3 separate regions of the Zea mays genome follow, and all the other regions are linked to region 3. Evidence: chromatin contacts called from public Hi-C data. All regions are on one chromosome and are shown on one strand. Each heading gives the region's core, a stretch centred on a gene start, on an enhancer-like site or on the middle of the called end of the contact. The rest is flanking DNA. Distances are from core to core; before and after follow the strand shown. Region 1 holds the start of LOC103653930. Region 2 holds the start of LOC103653929. Region 3 holds the start of LOC103653921 (Putative regulator of chromosome condensation (RCC1) family protein).

Region 1 (4,375 bases), core at 233-2,732, 430 kb before region 3:
TTTACTTTCTTGCAATTTTTATCTCTTAAAAATTTAAATTCTCACTTGTGATACTGCTCTAAGTCTAAATTATATCTTGATAGAGCAATCAAGTGAAAGGAACTTCTACCTTTCTCTCTACTCTCAAACTTGGTTTTATCTACTCTAACTCATATTATAGACCAAGTTTGTGTTGTTTTGAACAAGTTTTGCTGGATCATCTATTCACCCCCTTTGGGTGCTTTCAAATCCCTCACGTACTTCATGGCAAATGCTTTTGCCTTGTTATCGTTTAGCTGACTAGGCCATGGGGTGGTTGAGTCCTGCAGGTGTTCAAAGCCTTGCCATTAAGTACGCTTCCAGAAGTCTCGTACCTGTCTTCTCCTATTCCATGCCTTAGTCAAGAGCATGCACCGAATGGTTACAGGATCATAAATGGGTTGTTCTTTCCCAGAGATTTGTGCTATCTCCGAGTCATGGGGTCTTATTACGGGTGTATTCCAAGTCATGGTCAGAGTTGCTAGGTCAAAGCTACTTGTTCGAGGACCATCCTAGGCTATGCTAAGATTTTGTATTTCAAAGTGGATTTTATGCTATCTTAGAGTACCCCAAGTATAAGTACACGAGAAGTGTTTGATCTTATAGTTATGCATCTCGCTGCACGAGAAGGAATTAGGCTTCCATAATAATATGTTGCCCCTTGTGGGCTTCTCTGTTATTGCCACACTAAGTACTAGCATGGTTGTCAATGAAGATAAAAGAACTTACTGATATATCGACGAGTTTTTAAGAGATAGATGTGCTTGGAAGATGTGACCCTTATTGCCATATAAGAATATGTTAACATGTTGCCTCTATCATAAGATTATGGCTTATATTTATATTAGAGGATCGTAATACAAATCTATATCATAATTATTATACCAGATTTATCTCTATTTTTTCTATTTATACTAGTAGAGTAGCCTTACATATTAATCTATAAGGTATTGTTGGGTTATTTCCTTTCCATGTGAATTAAATAAGATTAGAAGTGATTAGGAGAAACTTTAACTCATTATAGATTTAAATTCACTCAATCGTGTCCAATCCACGTAGATTTAGATTAAAACAAACATGCACTCAAGATGTTTCTTTACAACAGCGGGAACGATGGCTAAGCTAACCAGGAAGCAGGAAGGCGTAGACTACAACTAGAAGGCGGAAGCCCAGCCTCCTTCCTCCTTCGGGCTTTGGAGCCATGGATAATGCCCGAGACGCACGTGAGACGGGGCACTGCCAGGTGAGCGGCGTGCCGCGTGCCGCCGCGTGCGAGGTGCCAGGTCAATCCAACGCCGCGACGCAACCCCATCTCTGACCGTCCGGGCCATGCACCGCTTGACTGCCTTCGGGACCGACGTGTCAGCAGCGAACGTTCTCCACGTCACTCTCAGGCACGGCACGGCACGCCACGCCACGCCGGTGTACAAAGAGTCAGAGACAAAGCCGCAAAAGCCAAAGGGGACCGCAAGCGGCGAGCCGTTGGCTGCATCTAACTACCGGCGGGGCCAACGACCTTAGCTTCTCCTTCCCGCATGTTCTCGTCCTCTCCTCTCCTCTCCGCTCGTCGTCCACCCACCCCTCGTGCTCGTCTCACTCTTCACCTCCAGCTCCGGATCTGAAACGCCGAGCAATCTTTCGTCGTTTCGAGTCTCATCCAGAGCTTCTCGGTGAGTGCGACAATTGGGCCGGAGAACTGGGAAAGCCTCGAGGAGACATGGATGGGTTGCCCAGAGAGCTGTGCCTCAAGATCTTCCACCTCCTGGATCACCAGTCCCTCGCCTCTTCTCCCCAAGGTCTGACGCCTCCCTAAAATTGTGGCATCCCAATACGGAATTGAAAGCGCCGGTGATTGCAGTCGCTCTGCCTTTTTTTCCCTTTTCAAGAACGGAATTTCAGTTTCCTCTAAAATTATGAATTTCCTGTGGTCAGAATCCTTACTGTCCAATTTAAAGCGACCCCGAAAACAGATCCTAGGGTTTGGTTTCCGTTGGCAGTTCAGGTTTTGGTTGTGTATCACTGTAGACTTCTTCCAAGTCCCAGATTGCCAAATCGGATCGGCTGTATACCCTGTGTTTCTGTAGTCTGTGTACATGCTGGAGCCTGAAAACGTTCCAGACCAGAGAGCTTGATACATAGGAGTAGTTGGTACGACACGCAGATAGCGTGCGTAGCGATCTCTCGTTTTGGGCAGTTACGCATACCAATTAACTGCGACGGTGCTGGTCCTGGCTTTTCAGTTTGCAGGAAATGGAGGGCGTTGACCTCGGATGATGAACTGTGGCGCAAGCTGTTCAACGACAGGTGGGGAGCGGACGCTGCAGCGTTCTACGCGCCGGAGGGCTCCAAGTCTTGGAAGGACGTCTTCGCCGTGCAGGACCGGTGCGACCGATACGGACTGTAAGCCGCCACTCGCCCATCTGCTCCAGCTCCACTGCTTCCGATTGCCATCAGCAGCTGGTGTTACTGCTGTCGACCAACAGTTCAGCCGCCTCCTTTCCCTTTGTTTTTGTTTGGCCTGTGAGTGTGTGTGTGTGACCTCCTTTCCCTTTGTTTTTGTTTGGCCTGTGAGTGTGTGTGTGTGACCGCGCCGCGTCCTTTCCAGGGGTGTCAGGATCATCAGGGAAGGGAAGGACTACTACCTGATCTACCAGGGCGAGATCCAGAGGTACTTGGGCTCCCGCCAGGACACGGATGGCGACTGCGGCGAGGACGCGCCACGGCGGGACGCTGGAGACGAGCATCGGCAGATATCCGACCGGATCCTGTTCTTCCTCGGGGATCTGGAGAAAGCCTGCGCCGACGCCAAACGTGTTAAGGCCTGAACACGCGCTACCCTTGTGCCCCTGATCATCATCAGCACAATATTCCACGCTGAGTCTTGTTAATTTGTGCATGTCTCGTGCATAGTTTCTCACCATCAATTCATGTAGTTGGAAATCATGCTCACATCGACACTGAAATTATAATTCAAGTACAGTCGTTTAGAGGGTAAAACTACCTGATCCCCACAAGCTTTCTTTGCATTCGTTTTCGTCTGCCTGTCTCTCCATGCACACACAAAACCACCGTGGCTGTGCCGGGCCACAGATGAATACTCCAAAACGGAGAACATGCTTGAGGACAAAAAGTTCCATCATTTTTTTTCAGATAAACCGTCACATTCTAAACAATACCAGATCCCACGAAAGAATGAAAAGGGTCAATCGACCTCTTCTGTAAGACGAGGATAACAGAAGATCAGTGCAAGAATCAGTCGCAGTTAACCACGGCTCGAGTCAACGATAACATTGGAGAAAGCGCAACTGCATCATGTGTTACTGATGTGTTTACTGATATAATGGTAACACGGGTAATATGCTTTGGTTGAATCAGAATTTCAGAGCAGCTCTCGCCATTTCCAATGCTCCCTCGTAGGTCTTGTTGCCCCCAATGAAGCCACTCATGTGGACAAACACACAGCCAGGGATGCCGGTTTCTGCTGAAAGTTCGTCGTCTCTCATGCCCCTCCACTTCTCTGGCAGAGCCTTTCGGCTCTCGAACCTGTCAGGAGCAACTGCGACTGCTTGGACTCGCCAACTCTTGCTCCTCTCATCCTGCAATTAAGCACTGAAAATCAAATGCATGTAGCAATGATATTGGGTTTTGAGAAGCAAAAGTAAATAAGGCTACGGAAGCAATTTAAAATTCTATCGGTTCTGAAATAACAAAGGAGGTGTTACCTTGCTTGAATATGAAGCTTACGAGATCAGAAAATACAAAATGCTGGGGAACTCAGTAACAAGTAAAAAAAGTGTGCACTTAAAAAGAGTGTACATGAACGGTCAGCAACCAGAAAAAAATACACAAAATTCTTCTTTCCTTTAGTGGCCGAGAAACAATCATTTCAGGGTTACAGTGTAGACTGCTACAAATTGCATCATGTTTGTCTTTCAACAGCAAGTGAACTAAGAAGCGTCATGAAATTCATGCTGAACTGTAGTCTGAGAAGGGAAGGCACTTACCTGATACAGCACATACTTGGTCAGAGGATCAGTCTTCAGCTCCTCTTCAAGCTCAAATAAATGAAGTTTCCACTGTTGTTGTACGATAAATGGTCAATTTACATGTTCAGTATGGCAGTCGATCAAAGCACTTTGATAAGCAAGTTCAAATTTACAACAAGAGCAGGACCACATGATCTCAGGTAGATATCACAAAATATTACGCCATTGAAAGATGGTAAAAAAACCAGACAAGCATAACATTTATGGCTTCCTTTAAATTTAGAAACCGAGCCGAAAAATTCAGTTGTGCATATTGGTGAGTTTCAGTTTGATATAACACAAAAAAGGTCAAGACTTTACCGGGCAGAATC
Region 2 (4,085 bases), core at 1,379-3,878, 340 kb before region 3:
GTTGTTTCGGCTGCAAAACTGGCGGGAAAGTTGATTTCGGGAGTTTTGTCTTGGTTCCTACATGTGGGAAGTAAATAGGTTTAGATAGGAACCTGATAAATATAGTAACATGATATAAGGAACTATTGGGACAGGTTTTTTGAAAATATTTCCCTAAACAAAAACATAGGATGGATTTTAGGTAACTAGTGCGGATGCTCTTAGGCCATATTTTGTTGAGCAGTACTTGTTGAGAAGCTGAGTTGGTTGTGTTACATTCTGCAGATTGTTTCCGTTTGCTAAGGGCTGTCAATATCATTAATGAAAATACGATTATTATCGTTCAGAAAAAAATAGCCGAGCTTGCAAGGTGTTACAGTAATTTGATGCGCCATAAACAGATATAATCAAATGAGTTTAATCAATATCCGGCCGATTGGTTCCCCGGCCGTAGCGCGCCTGCTTCAAGCCGGCCTAAACCGCCAGTGATGCCCATTCTCCACATCTCCACACGTCCAGGCCAGACATTAAAAAATAAGCTAAACTGCACGCGCGCATGCAGAGCGCTGGACCAAGGCATTTGCAACCGAACATGGGCTTGCGCGCGGTCAATGCATGGCGGGAGCCTGGGCGCGTGGGTCACAGCAACCAATCAGGCTGTATTAGTCTGTGAGCTCGAGCTGCCGCACTCTGGTTGGCAGCAATGGTGCCCACACATGCGGTCGAGGATGCACATGCACTACCGCTACCGGTGGCGCCCGTGCCCCACCAGCCGAATTCACGCGTGGGCCGCATCCGAGAGCGGTTCCTCTGCCCGTCCGGTCGTTGCCAGCTGAGGCCAGACCGCCAGACCATGGCCGGCCCCATACGTTGCCGTAATGGGTCTACCGGTAGAAGATGAAGCTGTAAAAGGCTAGTATGCTTAGGCTATCCGCAACCGTTAACTCTAAATTTTTTCCCCTATATCACTTTTTCCTCCTATTTTTTCATCTTCCGCAGCGGTTCCCCCTAAATACTCTCCCTATACCCCACTACAACCATAAAATATCATTTTCTATACCTACTTTTTATCCACTATCAATTTTTCATTCACTAATAATTCATCACGGACCCACAACACAGTGCCAAACAGTGCAAGGGCGCATGAACAGTGAACCGCCAGAAGTGGAGGGAGAGAGAAGCGCTCCCCTCGGTAGGGGGCTCCGTAGAGGCAGGCGCTGCACCGTTGCTGTGACCCTAAATTGCTACAGGATTAGAGGAGGGGAGATGTAGAGTGAAGCGTTGCAACCAGTCTTAGCTTTATCTCACCGTATTTTCATGTGAGAGCACGATTTAATTAGTTTAATTTATAGGTGAAGCTGTTCTTTAAAAAGACATGTTTGACAAAAAAAAACGTATCTTCAAATAACTCATGAACTAGTAACGAAGTTGTTGCAAACGTGGCCTTCGTAACGCAATCGCATATCTTTTGCCAATTTTTTGAGGACAAAAAATGCATGCAAACATTTAAATAACCTTAAATAAAAGTACAAGGAGCAAGGACTCGATTGATAGAGAAAAGACCTCAATTAGTGGCTCCAAGCCTCCAAGAGGGCTCCGTTTTTAATCAGGAGCCAAACAAAAACCGAGCAAGTCTTGGATTGCTAATATAGTTGCAGGACACGGAAAAGCCTCCGCGCGCACTTCGTTGTTTCGCGTCGGATACAGACGCAAACAAGGGTCGTGGTGGCTACTTGGTCCTTCCTTACGAGGAGAATCCTTGTCTCTACTACGAACGTGCAACAATTCATTCGCCATCCTTGGGTACGTTGGGACCGGTTTGTGTGTGTGAAGCTTCCGTGAGCTCCGTCTAGTGCTGTGGCTGAAGCTGCCGGCGCTGGGCACGCTGGTCCTTCTGCGCCATCGCCGCGGCCGCCGCCTGCTGCTGCTGCTGCAGCTGCAGCTGCTGCTGTATCAGGGCGTGCTGCTTCTTCCTGCGGTGCCTTATGCGGTCCATCTCGATCTGCTCCCTCCTGCAGTCGTCGCTGCAGAACGGCGTGTCCCCTCTGCTCCATCCGAACCCGACCGAGGCGGCATACGCACGCACACGCAGCGTTCGTTAATACTAATCGTCTCCTTTATCGGCGCAATATCATTCAGTACACGCAAACCGAAACCGACCTGTACATGAAGATGTCGCCGCAGAGCGCCTTGCGGCAGAGGGTGCACTCGTCCAGGAAGCTGTTGGGCTCCTCCGCCTCCGTGTCGGGGACGCAGAACGCGGACGGCGGCCGCCTCGCCGTGGTGGGGCTCCTGCCGTCCTCCGCCTTCGTGCCGTCGTCGGTGGAGCGCCGTGGCCGGTGGGCCTGCGCGCTGCCGCCGCCGTCGGAGAACACCGCCGCGAAGTCGGGGTTGCCGGAGGCGTGGAAGTAGGACGACGACGTGAACTCCATCGGCCGGCCGGCCGGCGTCGTCCCTGGCAACGTACGGCACGCGCGCGCGGCGGGCCGGTCCAGGAGCTGTCACACCGCAAATGGAGGCGCAGGATGGCAGCTGGGGCTTGGAGAGAGGAGAGGCGGAGGGGCTCTCGGTTTTAAACCACATCCACACTCGAGAAGGCAACGGTATGGCGGTTCATTAACGAACTCGTACCTGGCTTCCTTCGTTCGTTGCCAAGGGAGGGCTGGCGAGGACAAAGCATGCGGTTAAATCTGGCATGCCAGCCTAGAGGTGCCTTGTGCTCTGGCATACAGCTCCATTTCCATGGCGTCGTATGTTTTGACTTGGCTGCATCACCCAAAGATAGGTACCACGAGCTAGGTTTTGTTTGTTTTTTCACCCTAAGAGCTAGCTATTGTGTTCACAAATTATAAATAAACTTATGCAAAAGTTTTAATAATATCAAATGCTTACTGCTGTTCTGCCAGCATCATTTTTAAGCCGAAGAATATAAATGAAAGCATCGATCTTCCTGACTAAGTTAGAAATAAACTTTCATAAATAATTTACTTTGCCGAGTAATTCTGCACCTCAAGTTTACATGTTGGAACTCCCATATTCCGAATTGACTTAAATCGGCTGGGATCTATCTCTATATTATGTTCATGAATGATGAAATCTAATAACTTAACAGTCGAAACTCTAAAATTACATTTACACGGGTTAATTTTCAAATACTTTGCGGAAATTGAGAACCAAATTCAGTCGATTTGACCATAATATCATCAATGTAAACTTTCATAGTGTTTCACAACAACTCGTGAAAGATCAAGTTCATAGCTCTCTGATAAGTTACACCGACATTTTTATATCGAATGTCGTGACAACCCACTCAAATAAACCAATAAAGTCTAAACATATAAAGATTGTTTTAGACGCATCTTCCTCGGCCATAAATATTTGATTATATCCGGCATTACCATCAAGAAAGCTAATAACTCTATTTCGTGATACATTATGAATTAACATGTCAGCTATAGGCATAGGGTATTCATCTTTAGGAGTTGCTCTATTTAAATTGTGGAAATCAATACACACTCTAAGCTTACCAGACTCCTTCTCCATCGACACAATATTAGAGACCCACTCTGTGTATCTATAAGTTCTAATAAAATTACCTTCTAAGAGTCGGTGAATTTTGTCCTTAATCCTGTGGAGTAAGTCTGGACGAAATGATCTTGGTCTCTGCTTGAAGGCCCTAAAACAGGACATAATAGACAACCGATGCTCCACTATCTCTCGGTTTAACCCTGACATCTCGGTGTAACTCCAAGCAAAACAATCAAAATATTTTTTAATAAACCGATAATTTCATCTCTAGGATCGGCTTCCAGGGTCTTATTATAAAAGTCGGCCTTGTAGTTTTACCATCTCCAGTGTCAATCTCCTCAAAAGGATCGGTCGATGTAAGTTCATCTCCTAACTTGTCGAGATCCCTAATTACATCAATTATGCTCACTCTATAGGAGTTAGATGTTCTCTACGCGGCTACAGAGAATTCGGTCTGAGAGGCCAAACTGTCCACGACACCGGACTCATGCTGCGGCAGTCTCTGGCAGCAGCGGGACTGCCCGGCCTTAGAGGTTGGACCGTCCAGGAGAGGGCCGGACTGTCCGCAATAAGGGCTG
Region 3 (4,552 bases), core at 269-2,768:
TAGGCCCTGTTTGTTTCCGCATATACAGATTTTCAGTGGAAAAAAAACGAGAACCTTGTGTCAAAAGTTGTAAAAGATCAATGTTGCAGCGATCAATCCTATCTCCTTTGGCAGTCAGGTAGTTGCCCTTCAGCCTTCAGAACTGGGGAGGTGTCACTATTAGCCTATAGATCCTTAGCTTGCCAACAAAACATTGGTGGAAAAATGAACTCTTGAGTGCGAGGTTGCGTAGCACAATGTCCCGTTTATAAAGAAAACTATGAAGCAAATGGAAGAAAATGTGTGAACATATAGCCGAACCACTCACATAAGACAGCCTGACAGTGCAGAATTTGGGCTTCCCTCTCTTCCCACATTTCAGGAGATGTGCGCCTTTCTTGAGAGCGACAATGGACTGTTAGGAAGGAACAAGCTGTCAACCACAAAGTGGCAGTGTTCGTCTCAGATGCATCTTTCCCAGCACTAATATTGTCTTCTTGTGCATACGAAAAGTATTAAACAAAAGAGCAGAAGAAGGAACAGGAATGCCACGCAGCGATAAACCTCAAGAAGCTGCAGAAGACGGATGACAACAGGAGGATGAAAACAGCGGAGGAGCATATCCTATGCGTAGATCTGCTCGAGGAGTGCCACTAATTCTCTGGACTGGACGAATGCGCAAGAAGAAGAAAAAAAACAGCCGCGTACCTGCTGGAGCTCGACTCCTCTGGTTGTGCTTGCAGAGCTGCTCCACTCGAAGCCCCCGGCCATTGCGGGTAGGCGTAGGCGTAGGCAGGCAGCTAGAAAAGATCAAGCGGACGGAAAGGCGGCATCACCGTGAGGCTTGAGCGAAGTCCGAGTCCAGGCCTCCTTTGATCAGCAGTGGGATGGATCGATGGAGCAAAAGATGGCAGTGAAGTGTGACGGAAAGAGCGCTGCAACTGCAAGGAAAGAATGGAAGCGAGCAGGAGGTAAAGAGAGAGTTGGGGTGAGGTGAAGAGAGAGAGGAGGGTGTAGTGTAGAGAGCTTGAGGACGGTGGGCTGGGCTGAGGCGAGCTGCGCGATTCAAGGGAGCAGGAACGGGAAACGGTGGCAGCGATTTCTAGCTATGCGCGCTTAACAGAGGAGATGCAGTCACGCAGAGGGTTCAGTGGTTCACATGCCACGCAGCACAGACAGACAGAGGACATCTCCGTGCGCAGCGGAAGCACAGGTGCACAACTGTGGTTCCAACCCTCTCTTTTTTTAGTAACTTTTTTTTTCCTGGCATAGTATTGCAGGATCTGTCGCGGTTGGCGGTTGCAAACAAAGCCCCAAGAAAAATCGGAAAAAATTTCGTTCCTTGCAAGTGCAACCAAAACGGAGAGGGCGGGGCGCGGAAGAGGCCGATGGTGATAGGAGCAGGCAGCACGTGCGCAGCGCAGGCAGGCAGGCGCTGCCCCGGCCGGCACGAACGACTCAGCTGCCCGCAGACGATGCCGTCTCGCTCGCACGGAGGAGGCTGTGGTGTCCTGATGCGGTTTCGCCGTGGACGACAGTGGAGTGCGGCCGCTGGCCATGACGGACGCGGACGGCGACGTCGACGGGGGGGGGGGGGGGGGGGGGGGGGGGGCTCCGTAAAAAAAATCCTGAGCTGGGCACCCTACTCCATGATGGATCTACTGCTTGGGCCGGACTAGTACGACGCGTGGTGGTGGTACACTGGTACTTGCTGCTTCGCTGACGGCGTCTCCATTTAATTACTTACTTCCCGTTCATCGTCCACCAATGATAAAAAGGTTTTAAGCTTGAGTAAATTTAAGGTACCTTGATTTGTGCAAATTCTACGGTCGTAGTTGAAGCGTACTACCCATTCCACCATCCCAAATCCCATCCTAGCTTCCCTGACACTGATTCGACCTGGCATTATGGGTGAAATTAACGGCGGTGGTTGATGCTATACCAGTGGGCCTCGTGGCTACTGATTATGATTACTCAAGATACGGAGCTCTGGTGTAGTCGCTTCGTACTATACGACGTCAGGGTTGGTAAGATCTGGCGATCTCGCCATGGGATTCTTCAGTAGCCTGACAGGATCAGTACAGTCCTACAGCGACAGAGCGTCAGAGCATGTCTCCAGGCAGCCCAGCAATTCGTGCGAGGCGAGCATGCGTTTGGGTTTGGCACAGAAGGGTCAAAAGGCAGCCATCGATTGCTGCTGCTCCTCGCGCCTGGCTGCCTCCTCTTTAGGGGCACCATGACAACATGAAAGCTCTTCCCCTTCTCGTTGCCGCCTGCTCTGCTCTGCTCCACCACCAAAGTCCAAAGTCGAAAGCCAAAGAGGAAAGAGTTAGGCGTCTGAACCATGCGTGCTCTTGTCTCCCGTTGGTTCGTTCGTTTCGTTGGCCGTCGTCGTTCAGTCTCATGAACTCCGTTGTATACGAAAGCCCCAACCCCAGTAGCACTGGCTGATCTTGGTTGGGGGCTTGGGGCCAGGCCGCCGTCAAACTCCTCCGTCTCTCCGCGGTGGTCCTTTTTTAACCACTGCATATATATTACCCAGCTATTTGTTCGTAGGACCCCTTCCAGCTCACGCGTCGTCCTTACCCACGCGGCCGTGATAACTCGGTGTCCAAAAGAAGAACACGTACTACGACGACGACCGATTCAGAAACTGTAGGCAGGCAGCCACGCTTTGCGCACAGTGAAGAGCAGCGTGCTGTGTGCCCTGCAGTGCAAGGCCGCCTCCCCCCCCCCCCCCCCCCCCCCCCCCAAGTGAAAAGAACTCCACTCCACCGAATCTTTCAACGTACTCTCCCTGTGTCTCGCGCACGCAAGGGGAGGACACATGCGGTGAAAAAGGTTGGTAAAGGCTAAAGGAGGGAGAGACATGGATGATTGGCACGGCGGTCGCGTGCCGGACATGGCAGAACAGAACAAACGGCCATGCTCAGTGTCGAGGTGGGTCGGCTGGGCCTTGGGCCTATACTGGATTGTCACTGTCCATGGGCCATGCATGGCTTTGTATTGGCTGCGACCGACCCTCTGCAGATCGGGCCACCTCGGTTCCTCACAGCTTAGTATCTCGTTAACAAAAACTGGCTTTGGTTCAGCTAGCTCGTTACACTAACCAGCCACAAGTTTAGCTTACTATTTTTTTCCTTGCTGCCATTGAGGTTATTCATTTAGGACATATACTACAGACTTTCGCAGTGCAGTTACGTACGTCACGGATTGGTTACCTGCGCAGACTCATTTGCAGTCTAGGACTGTCCTCAAAAGCAAGCCCAGTCGATCTATTGACGGGTTGTTCAGGCTAAGGGTATGATGCATAGACAGTAATGCAATGCAAGTATTATACTAATGCGACTACCCAATCAGACCCCCAGTGAAAGACGAAGACGAGTATTGATTCGGGAGAAAAAAAAAAGCAAAAACAAAGAAGAAAGGTGGATGATTTCACGATGGTTTGGGAAGTATCAAAAAAAAAACTAATGCTTGCTTTATTGCATATCGATTGCCCCCTGAGCATAATTTCAAGGCAAACTGCCCATTGACTTGCAAGCGAATAAGCGATGCGATTGCGAGGCCACACTGACAGGACAGGTCCCAGACTACTATCCTTCAAACGAAACATTAACTTCCACACCTGCCAAAAAAAAGAGTTAAACACAATCTAGTTCATCTAAACTGACAAAAACACGCCAGACTCCAAAAAGTCTTGACTCAACTCAATCATAAACTGCGCCATCGCCTTAGGCTTGGGTTTGAAGAATGACCTCTAGGACTTGACCGGCTGGCTGGCATTATAGTCATGTGGAGTTGTGGGCTACTATCGTCGGAGAAGCCATGATCTTCTTACTGAAAACCACATCGTTTCTAGTTTACTCAAACGTCCAAAGAGCACCTACCTGCACACACAGGTATCGTTATACTTCTCAACCCACCTTTCAAGTGATCCAGCACCTCAACAAGCCTCTCCAAAACTAGTGGGGGATAAACACCACCCCGACGGAAGAATGAAGCAACATGGCACTGACAAAAGAATGTGGTCAACGCTCTCCACTTTTATTCATGAGTTCTGCACTTGATTGAACCGGACCATTTCCTTTTCGTTAACTGAACTCTTCTGCATCGAATCCTACCCCTACCGTGGTAGGCCATCCAAAGGAAGACCTGAATCTTAAAAGGGACTCTACACCCTCGTATATCACTCGATCTAGTATTCTTAGCTCCAATAAATGTCATATGTCTATATAGGGATTTAGTAGTGATCTTGCTAGAATTTTCCAAACCCCAAGCAAGATAACATGTCCCTCAAGTATAAATCTTCCAGGTAAAGAAAGTGGCCTTAAATCACTTTGCCCCCACTCTTCTTAGCCTTAAGTTCAAAAATAAAATAAAATTGAACGCAATGGCAAGAGCTCTAACTTTCATTTAAGAGGTGAATAAAGTAATGTACAACTAGGTACACGCTCGTGCGATGTCACTCATCTAAAAATCCTTTGATCAACCCCCTCAGTTGTTGTCAAAACACTTTCACAACAACAGCTACAGGCACTTTCGGCGGCCATGGTTATTTTCGGCGGCCTAT

What was found. Hi-C and Micro-C count contacts between places; a contact is called where the count stands out from the background.
Region 1: a Hi-C map of leaf shows a contact between it and region 3, with 5 times the contacts expected there. The contact joins the promoter of LOC103653930 here to the promoter of LOC103653921 in region 3. A contact is called at or near these places in 6 of 25 Hi-C or Micro-C datasets (bundle sheath, ear, leaf and 2 more) and 1 of 3 datasets of contacts at active chromatin or transcription factors (leaf).
Region 2: a contact with region 3 is called in a Hi-C map of leaf, with 2.7 times the contacts expected there. The contact joins the promoter of LOC103653929 here to the promoter of LOC103653921 in region 3. A contact is called at or near these places in 2 of 25 Hi-C or Micro-C datasets (leaf and tassel).

The regions. Positions count from the first base shown.
Region 1 is chr4:162,256,624-162,260,998 of Zm-B73-REFERENCE-NAM-5.0, reverse strand. It overlaps LOC103653930, which reads left to right and starts at 1,482. Exons shown (of 3, transcript XM_035967366.1): 1 at 1,482-1,814; 2 at 2,259-2,500; 3 at 2,624-3,044. The coding sequence starts at 2,289. The coding sequence ends at 2,843. LOC100273215 (Metal-dependent protein hydrolase) reads right to left here. Exons shown (of 7, transcript NM_001147657.1): 5 at 4,365-4,375; 6 at 4,023-4,094; 7 at 3,141-3,614. The coding sequence ends at 3,390.
Region 2 is chr4:162,167,391-162,171,475 of Zm-B73-REFERENCE-NAM-5.0, reverse strand. It overlaps LOC103653929, which reads right to left and starts at 2,628. Exons shown (of 2, transcript XM_008680729.3): 1 at 2,140-2,628; 2 at 1,602-2,024. The coding sequence starts at 2,411. The coding sequence ends at 1,829.
Region 3 is chr4:161,824,412-161,828,963 of Zm-B73-REFERENCE-NAM-5.0, reverse strand. LOC103653921 (Putative regulator of chromosome condensation (RCC1) family protein) reads right to left here and starts at 1,518. Exons shown (of 9, transcript XM_008680724.4): 1 at 688-1,518; 2 at 308-394. The coding sequence starts at 750.